Linked DNA regions of Mus musculus: all the other regions are linked to region 4. Evidence: chromatin contacts called from public ChIA-PET, Hi-C, HiChIP or PLAC-seq and promoter capture Hi-C data. All regions are on one chromosome and are shown on one strand. Each heading gives the region's core, a stretch centred on a gene start, on an enhancer-like site or on the middle of the called end of the contact. The rest is flanking DNA. Distances are from core to core; before and after follow the strand shown. Region 1 holds the start of Efhd2 (EF hand domain containing 2). Region 2 holds the start of Fblim1 (filamin binding LIM protein 1). Region 3 holds the start of Dnajc16 (DnaJ heat shock protein family (Hsp40) member C16). Region 4 holds the start of Necap2 (NECAP endocytosis associated 2). Region 5 holds the start of 4930455G09Rik (RIKEN cDNA 4930455G09 gene). Region 6 holds the start of Ddi2 (DNA-damage inducible protein 2).

What was found. A called contact is a pair of places that touch in the nucleus more often than the background predicts. ChIA-PET counts read pairs in DNA pulled down with a chosen protein or histone mark. HiChIP or PLAC-seq counts read pairs in DNA pulled down with a chosen protein or histone mark. Capture Hi-C pulls out chosen DNA fragments and counts their contacts.
Region 1: a contact with region 4 is called in an H3K27ac HiChIP or PLAC-seq map of bone marrow-derived dendritic cells, with 2.8 times the contacts expected there. The contact joins the promoter of Efhd2 here to the promoter of Necap2 in region 4. A contact is called at or near these places in 2 of 115 datasets of contacts at active chromatin or transcription factors (bone marrow-derived dendritic cells and pancreatic cancer cells).
Region 2: a contact with region 4 is called in a promoter capture Hi-C map of pancreatic islet. The contact joins the promoter of Fblim1 here to the promoter of Necap2 in region 4. A contact is called at or near these places in 1 of 39 promoter capture datasets (liver), 2 of 115 datasets of contacts at active chromatin or transcription factors (bone marrow-derived dendritic cells and pancreatic cancer cells) and 1 of 9 other capture datasets (pancreatic islet).
Region 3: a Hi-C map of regulatory T cells shows a contact between it and region 4, with 6 times the contacts expected there. The contact joins the promoter of Dnajc16 here to the promoter of Necap2 in region 4. A contact is called at or near these places in 1 of 39 promoter capture datasets (pre-B cells), 7 of 484 Hi-C or Micro-C datasets (CD4 T cells, CD8 T cells, double positive thymocytes and 3 more), 4 of 115 datasets of contacts at active chromatin or transcription factors (bone marrow-derived dendritic cells, memory CD8 T cells, microglia and 1 more) and 2 of 9 other capture datasets (adipose tissue and liver).
Region 5: a Hi-C map of muscle stem cells shows a contact between it and region 4, with 6 times the contacts expected there. The contact joins the promoter of 4930455G09Rik here to the promoter of Necap2 in region 4. A contact is called at or near these places in 1 of 484 Hi-C or Micro-C datasets (muscle stem cells) and 1 of 115 datasets of contacts at active chromatin or transcription factors (pancreatic cancer cells).
Region 6: a contact with region 4 is called in an RNA polymerase II ChIA-PET map of memory CD8 T cells, with 10 read pairs. The contact joins the promoter of Ddi2 here to the promoter of Necap2 in region 4. A contact is called at or near these places in 2 of 484 Hi-C or Micro-C datasets (CD4 T cells and CD8 T cells), 1 of 115 datasets of contacts at active chromatin or transcription factors (memory CD8 T cells) and 1 of 9 other capture datasets (adipose tissue).

What each region holds. Positions count from the first base shown.
Region 1 is chr4:141,873,289-141,877,248 of GRCm38.p6, forward strand. It overlaps Efhd2 (EF hand domain containing 2), which reads right to left and starts at 1,632. Exons shown (of 4, transcript NM_025994.3): 1 at 1,272-1,632. The coding sequence starts at 1,579.
Region 2 is chr4:141,597,776-141,601,433 of GRCm38.p6, forward strand. It overlaps Fblim1 (filamin binding LIM protein 1), which reads right to left and starts at 2,149. Exons shown (of 9, transcript NM_001163256.1): 1 at 2,073-2,149.
Region 3 is chr4:141,788,489-141,792,698 of GRCm38.p6, forward strand. Dnajc16 (DnaJ heat shock protein family (Hsp40) member C16) reads right to left here and starts at 2,156. Exons shown (of 15, transcript NM_172338.2): 1 at 2,102-2,156; 2 at 401-585. The coding sequence starts at 567.
Region 4 is chr4:141,076,724-141,080,571 of GRCm38.p6, forward strand. Necap2 (NECAP endocytosis associated 2) reads right to left here and starts at 1,634. Exons shown (of 8, transcript NM_025383.4): 1 at 1,490-1,634. The coding sequence starts at 1,581.
Region 5 is chr4:142,016,127-142,019,966 of GRCm38.p6, forward strand. 4930455G09Rik (RIKEN cDNA 4930455G09 gene) reads left to right here and starts at 1,772. Exons shown (of 2, transcript NR_131014.1): 1 at 1,772-2,004.
Region 6 is chr4:141,722,029-141,726,171 of GRCm38.p6, forward strand. It overlaps Ddi2 (DNA-damage inducible protein 2), which reads right to left and starts at 1,391. Exons shown (of 10, transcript NM_001017966.2): 1 at 1,029-1,391. The coding sequence starts at 1,166.

The DNA.
Region 1 (3,960 bases), core at 382-2,881, 800 kb after region 4:
CTCCAGCCTGGTGCCTGGAGGACCATTTCCTTTCCAGGAACATAGGTGGCTTACTAGGAAGACGGGAGGCCGGTCCTTTGGAGGGGCACTTGCATCTTCTCTACCCCTATGGGTACTCTTCCCCCATCTCCATATTGCTGGATTTTGTGGGGGTGTGGAATGGCTGAGCCCACAGGTCTTGGGGACATCCTAATCTGGTAAGGGTACAGCTTAGAATCATAGAAAGTAGAAGGCAGGGGTTGGAGACCCTAGGCAGGGCACATAGAGAGAGAATGGGCTCCAGGGATTGTCTGGGAAGGGAGGAACTGTCACTGGGGAAGAGGGCTGCCTTCTGATAAAGGGCAGGGGAGTCACCACTGCACAACCACGGAGTGAAGGGGTTCGAGGTGGGGGGGCGGGGTAATGGGGGAGAAGGGAGGGAGGGGAGGAAGGTGGACTCACAGTGTATGAAGAGGGGCTAAGTCCCAGGGGACTCTGTCCTGATGATAGGGGAGTTACATGTTTGTAGACTGGGGGACAGGGACAGAGGAGCCCTTCCCTAGCAAGACCGCACAGTGTTAAGGAAATGGAACCTGGTCAACAGGGTGGGCGGGAATGGAAAGGCCTGAAGAGTTTTCACCCACAGTAAGTAAACATAGTATAGCTGAGGGTGTGTGTGTGTGTGTGTGTGTGTGTGTGTGTGTGTTGGGGGGAGGGGGTTGTGGACCCAACCTAGTAGGAGAGAGTCCATAACTAAGCAGAAGAAATTAAAGGACCCAGTAAAAGGCACAAGTCTGGCATGGGTGCCGGGGGGAATGTCCCCTTAAGAGGCAGTAGGGTTGCCTTATTGCGGTGGGGGTAGGGAGTCCAGTAGTTAGGACGGAGCGGAAGGGAAGCCACCGGCCCTTTCTCCCTTTCTCGATATGTTTGGGTGTAGGGTGGTGGGTGCAGTAACATTAACAGTGGGAAGGAGGTCGGTACCCTGTGTGGTGGTAGTGACTCGCTGGGGACCTGCGATTATCTGGAAGGAACCTCAGGGAGCCCCCAATCCGCGTGGGCTATTCCGAGGGCAGTATCACCAGGAGGAGGGGTCACATGTCAGGAACGGGAGCTCCCCAGATCCACTTGCGTGCTGGGGTGGTGGGTCTGGAAGCCTCGTGGCTCTTTAGAAAAGCAGCAGAGTTCCCCACCCTGGTGAGACGGGGTTCTGGGGGAATCTAATTGGGGATACGGGAGGTTAGGGCCCGAGGCCGGGTCTAGGGTGGTGGGGAACCGGGTGCAGGGGCACTTACTGCTTGAACATCTTCTCCATGTCTTTGATCTGCTTCCTGGAGAACTCCTTGAACTCGGTGTAGGGGTTGAAGACGCGGCGGCTGGGCGACTGTGGCTCGCCGATGCCCTGGTTGAGGTCCGCGCGCCGCAGCAGCTTGGCGCTCAGCTCGTCGTCCGCGCTGCCCAACGCCTGGGCAGTCTCGTCGGGAGCCTCGGCCGCCGCCGCCGCCGCCGCCCCGTTGAGCCCCGGCTGCTCCGTCGCCTCGCCGCCTTCGCCCTCCATCTGCAGCCTCCGGCTCAGCTTGCTGGCCAACTCGTCCGTGGCCATGGTGGCCCGCGCAGCGCTGCCTCGGCCGGGCCCCTGCTCTGCGCCGCGCTCCCGGCCGCGCTCTTCCTCTTCCTGACACTCCCCGCCGCCAGGCGCCGCCCTGAAGGTGGGACTTAGGGGACCGCCCGCCCCCGGGCTGGCTCCCGCCGCCTTTGCCGCGTGCCGGGTCCTTCTCTATCCCCGGAGGGGGGTAGGGGGGTCAAGTGCATTCCGCTCCCCAGCTCCTCATCATCGTTCCCCTCCCTCCCCCACAGTGAAAAACCATCAACTTCTCTCTGATGACCTCTGGGTGACGCTGAGTCCCAGGAGCCCTCTGGAAGGAACCTGGGAAGGGGGTGTCCCAACCCTTCGGGAGGGAAGAGGGTCCGCTCGCAGGAGGTGGCTGTGTGTTCAGGGACTGGAGAGGGGCGCGGCTCTCAACCCGTTCTCTGAAAGGGGTTTGTGTCTCTGACACCCTGTCGGTTGCCATGGAGACCACTGGTAGTGAACCGCTGGGCGTTCTTGATAAGGTGGCAGGAATCTGAAGAAGGTGGACCCTAGCACTGGAGCCCAGTTGAGACTGTCTCCAGGGCTATCATGACTGGCGTCATTCAAAAGTGGGGTAGCTGCTATGAGGGAGATGGCACCCTACCAGTTCTCAAGGTCCCCAAAGAACTGGGAAAGGGGAAGGGGGTCGTCCTGTTACACGATGATTCAGCACAATAGCTGCCTGATCCGGCGGATGCCTGGGACTCTCCACCTCAGAGGGATTTCAGAGAGATCTCCATGTTGCCTCTTTGATGGGGATCCCAGAGGGGTGACCTCCTCCCCAAAGCGTCAGGAATGGGGGGAGCTGGAAAGGAGGAGCTCAGAGAGAATTTGTCTCTGTCATCTAGTCTGTCACTTCAAGAACAGCAAAGCTGGTCTGAAGAGAAGGCTCAGTTATTAAGAGTGGTTATTGCTCTTGTGGAGGACTGACATCCTAGCATCCGTGTAGGGTCCGGGTAGAGAGGGGCAAGTCACGAAAGGCCTGTAACTCCAGCACCAGGGATCCTAGACCCTCTTCTGGCCTGCTTATGCATCTGCACTCATGAGCATATATACCCCTCCCCCACACACACAGACTTAAAACTAAAGTAAATCTCTGGCCAGTCTCTGAGTTCAGTCAGCCTGGTCTACATCCAGGATAGCCAGGGCTCTATAGTAAGACTCCCTCCTTGATAGATGATAGATAATAGATAGACAGATAACAAACTCTGTTTGTTTGTTTGTTTTTCTTTTGGGGGTTTTGTTTTTTGAGACAGGGTTTCTCTGTGTAGCCCTGGCTGTCCTGGAACTCACTCTGTAGACCAGGCTGACCTCGAACTCAAGAAATCCGCCAGCTTCTGCCTCCCAAGTGCTGGGATTAAAGGCGTGCACTGTCCGGCGGTAACAAACTCTTAAACCTTCAAAGCTATGGTGTTCTGGCATCAACTGCAAGGTCACTAGCCATAATGCTGATTTCCAGGCTCTACCTAGACTGACAGACCTGTCCTTTGTCACTGGGATCCAAAAAGCTGCTTTTCACAAGCACCTGGGGGAAGCCTTGCTCTTTGGAGTCAAGAGTCTCCGACACAGATGCATCACTAAGATAACAGGGCAATGCTGGGTACCCAGATACTGCCCACTCCCAGAGGCAGGGTACAGAAGACCTGGAAAGCACAAGCTAAAAAGTGACACTGTGAAAACAGAGGGGACCAGAGAAGCTGCTGGCTGCCACAGGATGATGCTTAGAGGAAGACACCTGATCAGTAACTGTTGATGTGTTCACAAACATTGTTGAAGGAAAAGGTATTTGAAAGAGTATAATGGATGCAGAAGAAATCTGTAGTTATACCTTGCTCAGCCTTTCAGAAGCATGGTTTCACAGAAGACCCCAGGTCCCCTGAGTAAGACAATGACTCCTGTGTGTTTCAGAAGCATTTATCAGCTGCCTCAGCCAGTTGTCATTGCATGTGTAGAGCTGGTGTTAGCATCAAACCCTGCTATAAAATGTCCCCGTAGAAAATCATGTTGGGTATAATACGCTTTCTTAACTTATACACACTAAAGGAAGTTTTTGAAAAAATCTGTAATATTTGGACAAACAAACCATATTGTGTTGCTTTAATGTTCTAAATTAAACTTTTAATAAAGATTACCAGAGTAAACAAAAAAAGAAAAAGAAAAAGAAAAATGTAACTTTTTGTAAGGTTGCTAAGTCTGATAAAGATGCTAACTAAGTTTAGAGAGTTTTGATTTCTTAAAGACCAAGGGAGTTACAAGTAGTTGGTGTTGGGTAGTTCAGTCTAGCTGCTTTAAAAGAAACACAGTTTACATATTTAATAGAGACCAAGGATAGGGGAGGGGCACACAGAGATTTC
Region 2 (3,658 bases), core at 899-3,398, 520 kb after region 4:
TGTATGTGCACACACACACACACACACACACACACCTCACCAGGAATGAGGGCTCATACTTTTAATCCTAGCACTCAGAGGCAGAAGAGCAAGCAGATCTCTTCTCTTGTCAGTTCAAGGCCAGACTGGTCTACATAGCAAATCCCACACTAGCCCAAACAAAGAAACAAACAAACAAATTGAAGCCAAGAACGGCCACACATACTTGCAACTGTAATCTCAGAACTCAGGAAACCTGAGACAGGAGGACCATGGGTTCCAACCCAGCCTGGGCTACATAGTTAGACCCTCCCTCAACTCCACTGACATTTATAGAGTCGAGAGCTCAGCCTTCAAACCTCAGCTGTAGGGAGCCTCTGTCACGCAGTCCCAACAAGACTTAGAGTGGATTTTCTTGGCCCTCCAGCAGGCTTGGAATCCTTTCAGAGGATCCAGCAACCTGAAAGTCCTGGGGCATCCTTGGACTTTTTCTTCCCTGGACCACACAAGCCTCCTCCCCCACTCCAAGCTCCACCCCTTCCCCCAATAACCCAATCCAAACCAGTTTCTTGCGGTCAACACATTCTAGGCGGGTCCTCTGAGACAGGCTGTGGCTCTTCAGGAACCCTCCTCCACCCCCACCCCCACCCCGACTCTGACCCCCCATTCCGTTCTCCCTGCTTTCTCGGAAACATCCAGCGTGAAGGCCAGATGTTCGCAGCTGGGCAGCCATACCCGCCCTTTACGTTGTCATGCAGAGGTGGGGACCTCAGGGATGGAGCAGCGCTGGGGATTTTCAAAGCCCTGTCAGGTCCCTTAAGGAGAGCCTGCTGGCGCTTCCCTTTGGTCCCACTAACCCTGAGTTCACCCAGGCGGGGGTGGGGTGGGGGTTGGGGGGAGCATTCTATGAAAACTTCCCAGCAGACCCTCCACCCCCATCCTTCCTCCCCCGGAGGGCAAATCAGACACCCAGATCCAGTTGGGTAAGCGGAGAAAGTGGGAACAAAGGGAAAGAAAGTCATTTCCTGTCAAGAGGAAGGAAGGAGGCTGAGAGCCGGCCAGCCAGCCAGCCAGGGCCGGCCTTAGGCTGCAGCCCCTGGGAGGGGATGTGCTGGCGGCCTCGATAACTCTTTGCCCGCACTCTAAAGCCACCTCCGAGTCATTTCTAAGCATTGCTCTTTCACACAGACCAATAAGCAATCTAAGTTGAGGACTAGAATTAAACTTTGCTGAAAGTGGAAGAGTGAATGTCCCCCCACTCACTCCCACAAGACACCTTGCGATCTCAGAAGGCTAAGGGCCTCTCTCATCCTCTTTCCTAGACCAGAGAAAGGAAGAGGCGCAGAAGTCAGATCTCCTCAGGCTACCGGTCTTTTGTACTGGGCGACCTTGACGCGGTCACTCAACCTCTCTGGGCTCGCTTTCTATTCATAAAGAGAATAGAAGTCTGCCCTGGAGGGTGGCTGGGGAGGCCAGCTGGTCGTTCAGCCCCAGGGGGGAAGAAGGAGCCCTGCGGCTGGAGGACAGTGATCTCCATTGTTAAAAGCTGGAATCTGGGCGCTGCCCAGCCTCTCCCCCTGGGACCTCAGGTCTGGCCTGGAGATGGGGGAGTAGTTGCACTCACTTTGGGGATCGCCCACTTCCACACCCCGCCAAGCCAGGCGAGGAGACCCCAGGACCCTCCTTTCCCTCTCCAGACTGGAGCTGGAAACAGGGTCCGGGAGGGGCAAAAGAACTCGGGAACTCTGCTCCCTGGCACAGCAGCAGAGCGGGACAGTTGGCCGGGTCACCGCAGTGACTATAATTCGATCCATATGCGGGACGCTATCCTCTTTGTGCGGGAGCCTCTGCCCTGCTCAACCCGTCCCAATCAAGAGCCAGGAGATGACCCCTGTGCCGTCCCCGCACAGCCTCCCAGAGTCCCCAATGGCTGAGATCCTGGGACACACAGGGACAAGACACAGTACCCGCCCCGAGCCCCCCAACCGCGCCGAGCTGGGTTCAGTACGGTGGCCGAGAGTTGCCCATGTGGCCACCTGAAGTTGACCCTGCCCGGGGAGCACAGCCAGGACCCCCACGCCGCACCCGCTTACCTGCCGCGCTCCCCACGCCCGGCCTCCGCCGGCGCTGCGCCTCCGCCCCTTGCTCCCGCCCCAGCCTCCCTCCGCCCGCCGCCCCGCGCGCGCCTTACCATAAAAGGTGACGCTCGGGGAGGGGGCGCTGGCTCGCCCTACCTGCCCCCCCACCTGTGGCCGCGCCCCCTCCCTTTGTTCCCACCACTCCTCCCCTTCCCTGTGGCTCCTCCTCCGCTGCCCACCCCCACGGTGCACCGGGGAGGGGCGGGGCGGGCTGGGGAGTGGGATCCTTAGCCAACCTCGCTCTAGGTCACCTGGATGAGAGGCTCCACCTGCCCCAATTGGTGGAGAGGGGTACTTGTAGCCAGACTGACTCTGAAATCCTTCAGGGTCATAAGTTAGGCTAGACGCATGACCTGGACTGTCAACCCCGTTTTCTTAAGCCTCAATCTTTAATTCCTAAAATGGGGTCCGCACAGCCCACCTCTGCAACGTGGCCTAGAGTTAAAGCGATAATGCTAACATATACTGGAGTTGCGGGGCTTATTCAAAGGATGCCTGGGGTAGGGTTTTCAGACACCCCAGCGAAGCAAGTCACCTGGATCTGCTGTCCTGGGCTGTCACTGCCTGTGTGAGCCTATGAATCCTTCTACAAGTGGGTCTCAGGTCCTGTAGTGGAAAGAGGCCCTTACAGGAGACAGGGGAAACAATCAGGTCACCTGTTTGCTTTCCGGCCCTGTTACTGGCCCCTGAAGAAGCAGAGCACAGGGCCCTGCGGCCTGGGTTGGGGCTGCTCTGGACAGCTCAGGTCCCTAGAGACCTGAAGACATTGCAGGGGAAAGGAATCTAGGTCTGATTCCCAGGCAAGCCGATTGTTCTTTCGATTAGAGGCACAATGGGGGACTGGGCAGGGGAGAGCTGGACCCAGAGTCATGGGGGGGGGGTAACTAGGAAGGATTAGGTCCCCTTCTGCAGCCCTCCTCGCCCCCCCCCCCCACATACAACAGCTCCTCGAGGTGGTCCTTGTATTGCTGCAGAAGAGAGGTGTCAGAGTGGGGTGTCTGGGTGCTCAGCTCCATCCTCCGCCTCCCCACTAAGCCCCACCCCCTTAATGGCCTCCCCAGTCTTTGCCATTAGATTTTTCCATTTGATTCTACCCGCCAGTGTGGAGTCACAACGACGACAGTAACTGCTGTTTCTAGAGACTTCCCTTGTGTCCCTTTCAAACCTTTCATCTAACCCTTCCAGACTCTACTCCAGGGCTGATAGGTCCCACCCCACAGACCAGACACTGAAGCCGGCGAGGACCGAGGCTTGTGCAATGGGCACTGGACAAGGCTAGATTCAAGCCAGACCGGAGAGTGCCCCTTAGGCACCCGGATCTGCTAGTCCCAGAGGCTGGATTGCTGCCACCATCCCCAGATGAGAGCCAAGGACAGAACCCAGTATTATGCTGAGGCTACCGGTGCCCAGGGGCCCCTTGGGTGCGTTCCCAACCTGGCAATGGGGCCTCTTGTCTGTGGCAGGTGTGGAGACTCTTACACCTCAGCTGAGAAAGGGGGGCGCCACTGAGTCAAGGTGGTACTGACCTACCCGGTTACCCC
Region 3 (4,210 bases), core at 906-3,405, 710 kb after region 4:
AAACCCAAGTCAAAAGAGCTGGGTGGTGACGCACACGCCTTTAATCTTAGCACTTGGGAGGCAGAGATGGGCAAATCTCTGAGTTCAAAGTCAGTCTGGTCTACATACAAAGTGAGTTCCAGAACAGCCAGAGCTACCCAGAGAAACCCTCCCCCTGCCCCAACATACAAACACGAACTCCCTCACACACAAAGGAAAAATATGTTTAAGGACCAGAAATCCTCTACATAGCACAGGAGCGTCGCTCACCGCCTTGCTTCCGTATTTGCTCTAGCCTCAATACTCTAGGCGGTTCTACAAATACACTCAACGCAGAGACAGACAAGTCACCCTCATTGAGGCTTCAGCCACCTGCTGACTGCCTAGCGGACGTTAAACTTCCGTTCTTGGGTTCACCTACCATTCCCGAGCGAGCTTCTTATATGCCTTTTTAATGTCAGCCTGACTGGCCGTGCGGCTGACCCCTAGGACTCTGTATGGGTCAAAATCCAATGCAGACAGGCTTTGCAGGATCAGAACCAGAACCATCAAGAATCGCCAGGACACGCCCAACCTTTTCAATTCCATCTCTCTTCCTTCCCAGAGCTGAAATGATCAAGAGGTAGTTTTAAGTTCAAGAGACAGGAACTTGAATGGTCATGCTTCTTAAGGTAGGGAATAAAGATGTTCAAATGAGAGCTAAACACGAGATTTTTTTTTTTTAAGAGGGAATGTGTCAATCTAGTTGACCCTATCTTTAAAACAAAAAAGACCACTATTTTTGAATATCACACACAAGAACTATTATGAATTAAAAAAAAAAAGACAAGTCATAATAGATTAATAGATTAGAAAAGTCCTTTTAAAATTACTGGAAATGAATGCTCTGAAACAAGTGGTGACTCTGAGAATATATCTAGGATATCCAGGAGAGGATATCTCAAATGCACCATTTCATCTATCATAACAATAAACTTAAAATAATTGGCTTCAGAGTAGCTGAGAACGGGTCAAATTAGCTCACAAACTCATCATGATTTCTCATGTACTAAATTACATTCTAGGATCATTGTGGCATTTCTGGACACTAAATAGACATGAAAGTAAAACACCTTAAAATAACTGTGCATTAATATTCAGAAGTCTGCTATTATTAAGAATCCAGTTTCTTATCTAAAGAGAACAGGAAAGACTAGAAGAATAGGCACGGCTTTAAAATGTTTTAAACTACAACTCAGCTGAGGGGTAGAACTCAGTGTGGGTTTTGGAATAATCCTGGCTGGTTGATAAGGAGATAGCGTGGACCTGGAGATACACACACTCACACAGGGGGCTGTGATCTTTTATACCATATGCTGGTTTCATGGGTCCATTTATCTTGACCTCACAGTGTTTAGTAAGGTTCAGTGGCTGACACCTTACTCAGGGGGGGTGGATTTTGACAAGTGCAAGCCATAAACCCTGCTTGGGAGTCTTTATAAACAGTTGACCACTGTTTAGAACTGCACACATGCTAAGTAAAATCCACAAGCAAGCCAGTTCCTGTTTCTCTTTTAAGACAGCCTGTTCTGAGGTACTGGCTAAACTCACCCAGATTGGGGATCAGATTGCGGGGGTGGGGGGCTGTCCACCACCATTCTAGGACCTAAACCTGTGTTCTTGCTGATAGGGTGTGACTGAACACCAGCACCTAGCAGGATCTTTATGGGGATGGGGTACAGTAAAGTGGGTAAGGGGTTTACTAAGCAGAATCCACAGGCAGGGTGGGTGAAGTGTCTGCTGCGGGAGTGGGTGAGGTGGGGACAATTTTTGGCTGACGTTCTCCAGCTCCAGGGGGCCGGCCACAGGATTGGGGACGCGCTGGCCAACAGGTAGCCCTCGGCGTCCCCAAGCGCAGGCGGCGGAGGCTCCCCAGACGCTCCGCAGGACCAAGTCCCGACTCGGGCGCCCGCCCGGGTTACGACCTTCCGGGAGGCGGCCCCCTCCCCCGCCGCCCCGGTTCCTGTCGGCTCCCGGGGCCCCCCGGGGCCCAGCGCGGGCTGAGGACGCGGAGGATCTGACGGGAGATCCCCCAGCTTGCAAGGCCCCGCCACGCTCGCGCGTCAAGCCGGGAAGGAGTTACCGGGAAAGGGCACCGGCCCAACCGGCCGCAGCGTCCGTGCTCCAGTGAATCCGCCGGGGCCGGCGCTTCCAGTCCACACCAGAGAACCTGGGGAGGGGAAGGAGGCGGGGCCCAGGCCCGGGGCAGTCACGTGTCACTTAAAGACCCCACGCCTGCGACGCGCGCACAGACCGGTTTAGGCCGCACACGCGATGAACCTATTTTGGCCTTGACGGTCACCGTAGGCACCTGGATCTGGCGCAGTTGCTATAGGAACGGAGAGCGCTCTCTGGCTGGGTCTGAAAGCTTGCTCTTGACTAGCGAGGCCAGAACGTGCCTTCTAGCGAGGCGGAGTCGCTATGCATCACGGGATACCAGGAAGACCTCCCGGAACCGGGGAGGGGTTTCCACTGGTTGCCAGAAGATGGCCCACATCTAGCAACTGTTGCTAGGACGGGGACGCAGTCGCTGGTCCCAGTTCACTTTGACCCTATTCATAGAATCCTAGAGCGTCAGCGTTTGAGGCGACCTTAGGGATTCTTCCTAGTTCAACCTCTTCATATACTGAAGTTCGGAGAGGGCCAAAGACTTGCCCGAAGCTTAGAATCCAAGGCTCCAAATTCAGTACATCAACCCAAGGATGTTCTAGACTGGAATTTGGACAAGAACTGAGGGAAAGACGGGCGTGGTTGCGCACGCCTTTAATCCCAGCACTTGGGAGGCAGAGGCAGGTGGATATTTGAGTTCGAGGCCAGCCTGGTCTACAAAGTGAGTTCCAGGACAGCCAGGACTGTACAGAGAAACCCTGTCTTGAAAAAACAAACAAACAAGCAAACAAACAAACAAACAAACAAACAAAAGAACCGAGGGAAGAGGGCGTGGTGAATAAGGCTGACATTTTTTTTTTTTTTTTTTGCGCCCGTGACCAAGGGCTCTTGATGTATTTTCTATTCCATGCCTCGTGTTGAGTGAGTTCTTATGTAATCGGTTTCTAAAACACTTACCTAGCATGCTGTTTTTGTTGTTTGCTTTTGAGACAGGGTCTCACCGTGTAATCCTCGCTGGCCTGGAACTTACTAGGTGAATCAGGGTGGTCTCAAACTCAGGAGATCTGCCTGCCTCTGCCTCCTCAAAGAGTGCCGGGATTAAAAGTCTGCACTACCATGCCTGGCTCTCTCTTCTATACATTTAGTGTATATCGTTGTTCTTTGGGCTCTTTCAGGTAGAGCTCTTTCAGGTAAGCTCCTGCAGGTAGAGTCTCACACTTTTCTTGTTCAGCATTGTATCACTGTCTGCACAGACCTTGGTTTGTACAAGCTGCCAGTAAATATTTGAATAGTTAGTTGCAAAATAAATAAAAAATGAAGCTAAAGCCTATCATCGTCATCCCCCCCCCCCCCCCCGCCTCTCGTGCATGCTAGGCGAATGCGCTGTCGCAGAGCTGAATATTGGTCTGTGCCTAAGGCTTTGCTGCTCGAGTGACCTATACTATACCTGTGTTTTGGATTGATTTTCTGCACTGGCACCAGCAGACCAATTTGCACTCACTCATGTTTATTTTTACCAAGCTGAAACTAGGTTATTTAACAGTCTGAGAAATCAGGTGGCAGGGATAACTGCCAAATCCCCAAACAAGCCAGTTTTAGCCAACGTGGTGAATCTCCTTTACTTTGGGGCAACTAACCCCCTTTGAGTTTCTCATTACTGCTCTCCCCAGATTTCCTGTTTGTAAATTCACCTCAGCTGCTCCTCCCGAGTGTACATCCTATTTTATGGAAGGAAATGTTGACTGATGCCCAAATCAGGAAACAAGTGTAATATTATCGTTTGACATATTCCAAGGTGGATTCTTGGCTATGAGTCTATTCTGGTTCTGGTCACGCTGTGAGATCCCTGACACATGTCTACAGCTGTCATCAAGGAATAACTATATCCCTGTCAGGAATGTGGCATAAGGCTAGCAGAGAGAATAGCGTAAGGGGCTAGCACAATGCCCAATTACTTTTTTAAAAATGTGTTTAATTAGTTAATGCATATATGAGCACTCTGTCTTCATGCACAGAGGGAATCAGATCCCATTACAGATGGTTGTAAACCACTATGTGGTGGCTGGGATTTGAACTCAGGACC
Region 4 (3,848 bases), core at 384-2,883:
GGGAAGTTCTAAGCAAAGCCACTGTCAGCTCTCTAGAACTCTAGCTGGCAGCTGTGGCAGATCCACATGAATGTACATCTTCAGCTAACAAGGCAGCAGGCTCAGTTTCTGTTCCTCTTCCTGGCGCCGCGGGCTTTAGATTCAGGCTAAGGAGAGCCCGAAAGGTTGAGTGTAGGGCGGGCAGCTTCCTCTGTATCAAACCAGCCTGGCTGGATACTTGGTGACCCCACCCTCCGGAGGATCAAGAGAAGCTAACCCTAGTCTACTGAACGAAGACCCAACAGATAGGGGTAGACTGCCAATCTCCGGTTTGATAACAAGAAAGGAAAGGGAGACAGCTGTGGAGATGATTCGGTGCAGATGAGCAAGCTTGAGGCCCCGAGTTTGGATCTCTAGCGCCTAAAAGCCAGGTCTGGCTCCAGCTACCTGTAGACCCTCCACTGTGTGGGGTGGGGCAGAGAAAGGAGTTTCACTGGGCTTGCTGAACACCTAGTCTAGATGAAAACAGCCAACCCCAGCTTCAGTTAGGGGCCACCTCAAGGGAACAACGGACATGAAAAAAGCAAGACACTGGCTGGAACTCCTGTGGCTTCTGCATGCACCCGCACCACACCCAGACACGCAAAAGCAAGCACAGGCAGCTGTAGCTTGCTGACCTCCATTCTTGTCATTTTAATATTATTTTAAAATCATCGCACCGACACAGTTAAGTGTTCTAAGATACCCATTCAGAAAATGTTATGAGCCTGTGTTACATAGCGCAAAGGGCAGATGGAGTTGGCCCTCCAACACATTTGTGGTACCCGACGACCTGTTTCCAAACAACTCAGACACCCATCGCCTTCGAGAGCCACCCAGCCTAAGTAGCAACACCCCACCACAGGGCACAGGACACACCACGTATTTTTCATCTTTTTCAGTTAGGGAAGGTGTCCAACTTTGTGTCTCCTCTCCTAGACTAGAGTCCTGGGTTCCCTTCCGGAGACACTCCGTGTGTTTACAGGCATTTGAGTTTATTTGCCTCAGGTGACGCTCACTCAAGACAAGGGCGGCGGTATCCTCCCAGCTGCAAGTATGTTGTGATCAGGGGTGAAACTGGGGTCAGGAGAGCCGGAGATAGGAACAGCGTCCCTGGGCTTCGTGGGACGGGTCCCCCAGATGGCCGGGTTCCCTCCCGTGCCCTCCCGGCGGGGATTTCCGCGGGTGGCAGGGTTTTCTGGGATCCCGTCACGACTGTCGGTTAGCGCTGTGACACGACCCGTAGACCCCGCCGAGGGAACCCACTGCGCTCTCGGGTCCCCAGGAGCTGGCTGCGACCGTTGCCGGCGTCCCGCTGACGGCTCAGGGCCAGCGACCCCTCCTAAGTCTGGCCCCGATTAAAGTAGCCACAGGGCTCCATCCTTTCCGCCCCTAAACCCGACAACCGGTCCTCGTCCCCCGCAGTGCATGCCGGGGCGGGGGACGGGAAGATTAAGCCAGGAACGGTCACCTGTAACCACGGTTGGTGGCCCGCGGCGGGATGCGGTAGACGTGGACCTCCGGCTTGACACACAGAACAGACTCGTACTCACTCTCCTCCATCTCTATCGCCCGAGCCCTCGGGACTTCCGGCTTCTCCCCGCCCCTTCAGGACCGGAAGTGATGCGACTCTATGACCAAGTTCTGTCTAGAGCGGAAGCTCCGGGGGACCCCCCGATCGCTCCCGAGTGCCCTCTGCCGGGCGCCTCAGATCAGACCGTGAAGCGATTGCTCTCTGCTGCTGTGGGACCTGAGAAGCTCGAGATGCCGCTGATCTGAGCCTAATCCCGAACCTGGTTGTAGTTCAAACTCTATACCCTAGACCAGGGTGGCTGATATGCAAGATACCCTGCAGCCCTGCCCTTCTGACGGAATGTCCTTGTCCCCGCCAATCCCAGAAGGTTCTCAGAGGCTTCTGGAGGAATCTCGCTCCACAACTTTTTATAACCTACTATGTGCGCAAGGCCCCAGTGGCTTAGCGCAACAGGAGTACAAATCAAAGTTGTGAACCAAAGTTCCTGGTTGTCTTTGCTGTGAAGAGACACTATGACCAAGGCAACACTTACAAAAAGAAATCCTTTCATTGGGGGCTTGCTTACAGTTTCAGAGGCTTAGTCCATGATTAGCATGCGGGAGAGCATGGCGGCATGCAGGCAGGCGTGATACCAGAGAAGCAGCTGAGAGCTGTACGTCATGATCCTGGTGGGGGTGGAAGGGCCACAGCACACAGGGATGGGGCGGGAGGAAGGGGAGCACGGACGACAGTGACCCGGGCCTGATACGGGCTTTTGGAAAACTCAAAGACCAAACCCCCATCACAGCTTTTCCAACGAGGACACACCTCCTAATCCTTCCACGAGGTTGATCACTTGTGAAAAGCTAGAATAAGGCAGATTGGGAGGCGAATTGATTTTGAGTTATCTTGACCCTCTAAATAGCCATTTATTGGCCACCTCTGTATGTGACCTAAGATCCTTGTGACTATTAGGTAAATCCTTTGGAAGGTACAAATGCCAGCTTTCACCAATAAAGGCTAAGAATGTCATCAGATAGCAAGTAAGGGCCATAAATGATGTTTCCCGGCTTTGCGGTGACTCACCTGCCTGAGGTCTCCACCAACGGTTTGAAAAATGCCTCGGTTTGATGTTTGTTTTGTTTTGTTGATTTTTTGGGTTTTTTGTTTTTGTTGGTTTTTTTTGAGACAGGGTTTCTCTGTGTAGCCCAGGCTGTCCTGGAACTCATTTTGTAGACCAGGCTGGCCTCAAACTCAGAAATCCACCTGCCTCTGCCTCCCGAGTGCTGGGATTAAAGGCGTGTGCCACCACGCCTGGCTCAGTTTTTTGGTTTTTCGAGACAGGATTTCTCTGTGCAGTCCTGGCTGTCCTGGAACTCACTCTGTAGACCAGGCTGGCCTCGAACTCCGAAATCTGCCCGCCTCTGCCTCCCAAATGCTGGGATTAAAGGTGTGCGACACCACGGCCGGGCTAATGCCTCGGTTTATAACTATTTTTTCATCACTGTGGTGGTCTGAATGGGAATGGCCCCCATAGGCTCATAATTTTGAATGCTTGGTCATTAGGAATTGGCACTACTTGAGAGGAACTAGGAGGTGTGGCCTTGGAGTGGGTGTGGCCTTTTGGAGGAAGTATATTATTGGGGGTGAGCTTTGAGGTTTCAAAAGTCAAAGCCAGTCCCAGTGCCTTTCTCTTCCTGCTGCCTGCAGATCCAGATGGAGAATGTTCAACTACTTCTCCAGCACCATGTCTGCCTGCGTGCTGCCATGCTTCCCGCCTTGATGATAATGGACTGAATCTCTGAAACTGTAAGCCAGCCTAATTACGTGCTCTCTCTTATAAAAGTTGCTGTGGCCATGGCGTCTGTTAACAGTAATAGATCACTGACTAAGATAGTCATTATGAAATTTTCATGAAATTGTTACCACACCTGGAACATGTATTCTGGTAACGTGAATCTGTGTTTCTGGGCCACAGTCATCCCTATGGCTCCAAAAAAAAAAAAAAAAGAGTTTCAGTTTTCCTTGAAGTGAGAGTTGTATTTTAGAGCCTACAAACTGAAGTTCAGTAAAATGAGTCATTTAAAAAGAAGTCCCCTGGGCTGGAGAGATGACTCAACGGTTAAGAGCACAGACTGCTCTTCCAGAGTTTCTGAGTTCAAATCCCAGCAACCACATGGTGGCTCACAACCATCCGTAATGAGATATGATGCCCTCTTCTGGTATCTGAAGACAGCTATAGTGTACCTATGTATAATAATAAATAAAAATCGAAAAAAAAGTTAAAAAAAAAAGAAGTCCCAGTTGGATATGGTAG
Region 5 (3,840 bases), core at 522-3,021, 940 kb after region 4:
CCTTTTGATTGAGAATGAAGCTTGGAGACAGAGCAGGGCCGGGGGTGTGGTGGGGGGCAGGATCTGTGACTGCTGACTGTGACAAAGGTGTGACACAGTTATGTGTTTAGGAGGAGTCAAAATTTGCATTTCTGCATTTTGATCTTTCCTGGGCTAGAGAACATGACCCCCTTTCTCAATGCTTGGCAGCAGCCGTGGGCTACAGCTGTCTGTCACACCCTCACTGAGGAAAATATCGTATTCTGCATAATGGGCTCTATTGCCTGGTGTTCCACAGGTTAAGTGTACCCACAAGGCATTTCTGCTTACACTATCCCCCCCTCTAGTGTGCAGGTGTTCCTTCCTGTGGATGTCTGTGCCGACTTGCATGTATGTCTGTATGCATGTGAAAGCCAGAAGACAACCTTGACTGCCATTCTTCAGGAGACAAACCCCCCCCTTTTTTTTTGAGACAGGGTCTCTCATTGTTCTGGAATTCACCATAAAACTGAGACAACTGGTCAGTGAGGCCAGGGGCCCCTGTCTGTCTACACCTCTCCAGCGATGGGATTACAAGCTCATGTCCCCGAGTTTACAAGCTGAGGTCACAAGCTCATGGTCCTATGCTAGCTCAGCACTTTGCTGTCCTATCTCCTGAGTTGGACATTTTCAATTTATTTCAAGCATATTGAATCATAACCTGTTTGTAAAGCAGGGAATATCGATAGATGAGTGATAGGGGAAGGGTCAATTCTTAGGCACCATAACTGACAGCTGTCAAAAGAAGGATATCTGCTTGCTACCTGCTACCCCGCCCTCTGGGCAGAGACACCGTCTAGGGAGAAGGGGCCATCTCAGGTCTGCACCCCTCCTCCAAGCTGGGGAGCCCTCAGCGCCCTGTTCTTCCCACTGCATTCAGAGTCTGACTTCTCGCCTGCAACTTCAGCCTCCACAAAATCTCATTGCTCCCAGCCACCTCTCCTGGCTATCCTTGTCCCCTCCTTGGAGACCTCTGGATGGTCCCCCTTCAGTCCCTGCATTCCAGCAGGAGGTGAATCCCGGCTTCAGCTCCAGCCAGGAGAGCTGTAAGGCTTCATGGCTTGGATCAAAGGAAGTGACAGGTTGTGTAAGCTGATCTAGAACCTCCCTCCCAGGCCTGCGATGAAGTCAGTCTCCTGATGAAGTCAGTCTCCTTGATGCTCCCAGAGCCTTGTTGAGTCAATCATCGATATTACCCATCGCATTTCAGCTCCAATAGGCAACAGATCCTAAATGGGACCCCAGACCGGGACCACCATGGGGACCCACAGACTGTGTGGAACCGGATGGTAACAAAGGTCTTTCTGTTCCCCCAATGTCGCAGGTTCTCTGGGCAACGTCTGGAGCGTGCTACATTCATTATCTTTTCTTTTATAAGTGAGTGAGTCAGATTTGAGGGAAATGAGAAGGTGGGAGCCACTGGGATGGGGAGAAGAGTGGTGCCCCAAGCAGGGGTGTACAGTAGTGGGGAGCCCAAGCTTTTTGTTGTTTGGAATAAGTTATGCTGTTTTAAGCAGTTTATTTATTTGCGGGGGTGGGGGAAGGGATGCTTGCCACAGTGCATGGGTGTGGGGTCAGAGGCAGTTCAAGGGAGTCAAATCTCTCCTCTCACTGTGTAGGAACCCGGGGTTGATCTCAGGCCATCAGGCGTGGCCTCGGGCACCTTCATCAGCTGAGCTATCTCAGTCGGAGCCTGGAGCCTTTGTGGGCTTCTTCGCAGCTGACTGATGACGTCAGCTTTAGCCGCTCTGCCACTCACAGAAGCTATGGGCCCCAAGGGAAGGAGGCGTGGGGACTGTGTGCCCAGGGAGATTAGGAAGTGAGAACAGATAACTCGCCCACTTGTGACCGATGAGTGAGCGACGCCCAGTCCACTCGGGCACACAGTGGCTCTCTGAGGAACGTTTCATGGAGGTGCCCTTGTCTCCGTACAGAAGATTCTAGAAGGCTTTGGGTGTGTGTCTGTCAGTGGCAGAGCCGCTTCAGGTGAGAAAGCTTGTTCCAGGCAGCAGCTTGAGGTGACCTCACCCTTTGTCACCCCTCACCTCCTGGAGGATTTATGGCATTGCAAGGATGCTCTCCCGGTGCCTTTGTCATCTCAGAGGTGCAGATGTGGGGCGTGAGGTGACTGTTTTGTGTCATTCCTGGCTCTAACTTTTCCCTTCCTTCCCGAACAGGTTGGTTGGGGCCTCGCTGGTCATTTTTTTTCTCCTCAGGTTTCCTCTGAATCACTCCATTTGGACTGATGGCATCCGGTCTCCTCCCCACGCCCAGCAAAGACTCTCTTTCTCTCTGAGAACAATCGCTCTTTTCTCTCCAAGCCCTGGTCCACCCTCATCTTTTACCCTGTCTTCTCATCTCTCCTGGGAACCGAGTATTGTTCAGAAACTTAAGCCTCAGAGATAGTCCTTTCTAACCCAGGTCTGAATTTGGACCAGTCAAGAGCTGAGAGACAGGAATGATCCCCGGTCACTGGGTTCCAGAAGCACTCATTGCCCTGTGGGACTTGGAACTGGAGTAGAGAAGGGGGGCTGCGGCCTTGTTCTTAAATGACTCCCAACACTCATGTTGAAGGCTTCATCTCCAGTTCATGGTGTTATTGAGACGTGGTGGGAATTTCGGGAGGAGCATGCCCTTAAAGGGAGTCTCTCTTCCTCCCTCTCTCTTTTCTTCCTCCTCTCCTTCCTTCTCCACACCCCTTCCTTCCTCTCCCTCCCAGCCATCACAAGCTGTGCAAACTGACTTTGACACATACTTCATGCCTGATGTTCTGCGGCTTCACAAGGCCAAAACATGGGGCCTGAAACATGTCGGCTGGAACCAGTAAAACCAGGACCACAAACAAACCTTTCTGGTTTGGTAAGCTGGTAGTCTAGGTTGTTTTCTAACATCGAGGAAAAGATGGGGCACACAGGCGAGACAGCCTTCTGCCTCTAGGGTCTGATGGGTCAGAAGAGGAGAATTCCACCTGAGTCTTGAAGAACTTACAGGATTGCGGGATGCAGAGAGGGAGAGAATTTGGGAAGGTGGAGGAAAAAGCTGAGGAGACAGAGGGTGGGAGACAGGCTGGGTGCGGCAGGATGCAGGAGGCAGGTACTGGGACTCAAAGATGGCCCCTGGTCAGCTCAAGTCTGATGGTTTTCATATTATAACAAAAACTTCTTGCAGCATGACAGAACCCAACAACAGCATGAACTGGGTCAGCATGAGAACAGACTCACTGGTCACCATAAACAGATGTCATGAGGTCTTGCCGCTCTTTAGCTCTCAGCAATTGTTCTGACCCCAGATGGAATCTCGGGAGGGTGGTTACCACAGGGCAGTCATAGCTCCAGCCCTTGCATCCTCTCAGCTTTGAATCCCAGAGGGAACCGTGAAGTTCCCCTGCCACCCCAGGCGCCCTACTGAGAGGATCCACCTGAAGATCTCGCTGCTTCTCAGTGTCTCTGATTGGCTCACATGCCATCCCTACAGCTAGAGATGGAGTCTCAACTGCCACAAAGAGACCGAGAGACTGGCCTGAGACTGGTAAGGACAGGAGGACCTGAGTTCGAATTCCCCACGCCTGTGTAAAGTCTGAGTGTAGTGAAGGAGGCAGCCTCTAAGGAAGAATTGTAACTTTGTGGCATTTACACAAAGGCCAATGTGGGCCAACTATTTTTATTTACTTTGAAAATCTGGATTTATAGATTTTTTAATTTGTCTTTGTGTGTCAGGGCACAGGCCAGAGAATATTCAGGTGTTCTGTCCCATCTCTTTCTGCCTTTGTTTGTTTGTTTGTTTGTTTGTTTGTTTGTTTTTGATATGGGGCAGGGGGGGTCT
Region 6 (4,143 bases), core at 141-2,640, 650 kb after region 4:
CAACTTTTGCCAGACCGCGTATGTGAGTGACACCTCCTTCCCTAAAATAGATCCTTCCAGAAAGAGCTGCATGCCAAGGTTCTAAAGTTCACATTGTGTGAAGGAATGGTACTTCTGAACACAATATTGACACGCAGAGTTTACCGTAAGTCAGGACAGAACAGGCAGTCGTTGGGCAACAGTTTTTGGAACTATTTCATAATTGCAGAAGGAAATCAAGATTTACATTCTGGGGCCTTGGGAGCTGTCTATAATTTTCTGGTGTTTAGACTACACCCAGCGGGGGCCACTTTGGTTAGAATCTTAAGGGATTTAGTGCAAAGGTTACAAAATAGTCCACCTATTGTTTGATGAAGTCTACTAAGGACACCAAAGCATTTTGAGAATATATTTTCTTGTTAAAACATGAGAAGGCTGAACTCCTGGCCGCCGAATCCCTCGGGGGTCTTCAGACAGTAGGCCATTTTCAAGCTAATATCCTTCGAAAGCACTGAGCTTTGAACTGACCCAACTAAACTGGGCCCAGAAAGGAGGAGGGCTTTGGCCTGAGAGAAGCAGACAGACTGAGTTAACCTAACCATTACTTTAATTAATATATGACATATATATATGTGTGTGTGTGTATACATATATAATAAATTAACCAAAAATGTATGCATTTCCAGAGACGTCAATGGCAGAGTGAGTCTCAAACTTTTTCCCCTCACTTTCAACCGCAAATCTGCATTCTCCCAGGTAGTAAACTGCGCATATTGGAGCGGTCCAAATAAGCGAACCCCAGGCAGGCGTCGTTCTCCCAGTGATCCAAACTGGTATTTCTGGTCGGAAAGTCAGGAGATCCCGGATGAGGACCCAGGCTCCCGAAGGCCAGAAGGTGGGGAGGGCTGCCCGCCCGCGCACGTGCCCCTCTAGCTGCAGTGGGTGCATCCACGGGCGGCTGCAGGACTCGGCCCCCGCCGGCCCCCAGCTCCCCCCGCCCCCGGCCACAGCGGCCGGAGGCCCCCGCTCGCTGCCGCACCCCGGCGTACCTGGCTCTCGGCGGCGGGGATGCCGGACTCGAGCTCGCACAGCGCGCGGAAGTTGTGCAGCTCGAAGTCGGCGTCGACCTGGAGGGAAAAGGTCACCTCGGAGAGGTCCCTCCGCACACAGTACACGGTGAGCAGCATGGCCCGGGCCCGACCCGGCTCGACTCGGCCCGGCCTGGGCGCTGGGCGGAAGGCAGTCGGCGGCTGGGGAGACCTGGCGGCAGCGGCGGGAGGGCGACGGGCGCGGGCTGCTCGCTCGCTCGCTCGCTCGCTCCTTTCCTCCCTCACACGCGCGCAATGACTCACTCGCTCCCGCCCTCGGCAGCCAGCGCGGCCGCCGCCACCCGCCTGCGACGCCGTCTGCCTGCCTGCCGGCCTGCCTCCCACCGCTGCCGTCAAGCTCGCGGGCCGCCCGCCCGGCGCCCCGCCCCGTCGCAACGCCACGGCCGTAAAGCGCGCCAGGCTGCCGGCAGCCTTCGCGACGCTAGGCTGTGGGGCAGGGCGGGGCTGGGGAGACTGGAGGGAGGAATGGGGATGCGGGGTGGGGGAACCCCACGATTTAATGCTTGAGCTCCGGAGTATTCCAGGATCCCAGTCCCAGTTAGTCATCCAACGGGGACCTACTGTGCGAATGGCGTGTGCATAAAAATGGTTGAAAGACAAATTAAGCACATCTTTCTAAAACAGAGTTTTCGTAATGGAAGTTGTCATTTCAGTAATATTAACTCGGTTTCGACTTGGTAATGAATGTAGGACGAAAATCCAGATCCTTTGCTGTGCTCGAGGCCCATCCCAGCCTGCGGGCTGGCATGGCTGCGCTGGCAGCCACACACACACAGCACAGTTCTTAGTTAACTCACTCTCAGACTGCATCCAGCACTGGACGTTTACTGGGTACGGTTTAGAATTTACTCCGTATACTGGGACTGGTAGCGCAAACCTGTAATCCCAGCTACTCAGGAGGGTGAACAGAAGGCTGGCAAATTCCAAGCCTGCCTGGATCATAAGTGTTCCAGTCTGAACAATTTACTTTAATGGTATAGATAAAATACCTTGTTGACATCTTGCCTACCAGGACCAAGCTCAACCTCAGCAGGACAAAAAGACAGTACTTGGGAAACAGTCGTTATTTTAGTGGCCACTCAATTCATAAGAAGATGTAGATACCAAGAATGGTAAAAATCCGAAAACATCTCCCGGGCCCACTAGGGTGGTCCACATTTGTAATCCCAGCACTCAGGAGTGTTTGGTTTCCAGTCCTGGATTAGGGGCTGAGGTATGCATTGTACAAATCAAAGGCTCAAGGTTCTCCTGACATCCCTCTGTCCCTACCTGGCAGGGACTCAGCTGCCCTTCCCCCAGAGACTCTTCTGCATTTAATACAGATATCATATCATATATGATATCATTGGTCTCTCTCTCCCCCCCACCCCCATTCTCTTTCTTTCTTTCTCTCTTTCTCTCTTTCTTTCTTTCTTTCTTTCTTTCTTTCTTTCTTTCTTTCTTTCTTTCTTTTCCCTCTTCTCCTTTCCCTTCCCATGGCGACTAATATGGCTTCCTTCCTCTCCTTCCTTGGGACCAGTGAATTCGTCCTCCTGACAGAAGCTTCCCAACCCAACAAACCCGCATTTACGACGAGCTAATCTGTCTTGAATTGGTTCATTTCACCATCATCCAGGAGCAGAGACTGCAGGATCACTACAAGCACAAGGATTTCCACTCCTGGCTCCGTGGAGCGAGGAGCCTCCTCCAGCAGAACAGGAAGGAAATGGGAAGCAGGGTGGCTGTGGATGCTGCAAGAACTTCACTTTGCAGAAAAGACAGAATACATAGGCGCAAGACTTTTACAAAAACAGAAGTGGAGACGCTGGGACCACAGGACAGGGCTGAAATCAAGCATCCGTGACAGAAAGCCCAGCTGCTGTGCCAAACGAAAAGAAAATTGCAATGAAAATGTCAGCTAGAGAGCCTTTCAAAATGGAGTTAGGAAACTTAAGTAAGGTTTGTGAGGATGCCAGATGCCCCACAGGATGTGAACTCCAATCACCCCACTGTGATTGCGTCTCCACAGTTAGTGGGCACCAAGATGTTTATTGTGGCATGAATTGTTCCTTTAGAAATTTAAAACTGTAAACCAGGCAGTGGCGGTGCACATCTTTAACCCCAGCACTTGAGAGGAGGCAGAGGCAGGTGGATCTCTATGAGTTCCAGGGAAGTCTGGTCTACAGAGAGAAACCCTGTTATATGTATGTGTGTATTGGCTGCATGTTTGTCTGAGCACAAGTATGGATAGTGCTGGTGAGGAGGAAAAGGATGTCAGGTTCCCTGGGTCTGGAGTCGATGGCCGTTGTGAGCTGACATATGGGTGCTGGGAACTAAATTGGATCTAACCTCTAGAAGGGCAGCCAGTGCTCTTATCTGCTGAGCCATCTCTCTAGCAGCCCAACCCTTTTTTGAGAGAGTGTCTCACTGTGTAGCCCTGCAATTTATTGTGTAGAGCAGGCTGGGTCTTGAACTCAGGGAGACCCACCTGCTTCTACCTCCCAAGTGCTAGGATTAAAGGTATACGCCACCACGCTGGTTTGAAAGCAGCAGTCACATAGAGCCTTTCATACGACTCCAATTCTTTCCCAATTTCAATGGAGTTTTTTCGCTCACCCATTTCAGACCAAATTTTCCCTGCCTTCTCTCTTTGCAACCTTGACTCTGCATTCCATGAACTCCTTACAACTGAATTGCTGTTCCTACTACTCCAAAGGAAGTCTTAGCTTTCTGAGCTTAGTTTGAGAGATGTTATCTAGGGCATTGACAAATAAAGGTTTGTTTTCTCACGGGCTAAGGGCCCAGATGGGCAGCCTTTCCAGTTCAGCGAGTCAGTGGTATAAAGGCCAGCACTTTCACCTGCCTCTAAGGATAGAAACAGTCCTTTGACCTTTCCCCAGAGATCGCTGTGTGGCTGGAGTCTCCACACCAGGAGTTATTTTCTTGTCAAGGCTGGAGCTTGCCTAGAAATCTGTCATCAGGGTTTTGGCTCATACTTATTGGGCAGACCTGTGTCAAGGAGCTGTAAGAGAGACTAGGAATGCAGGTGTTCAGCATTTTCAACAAGTTTTAATGG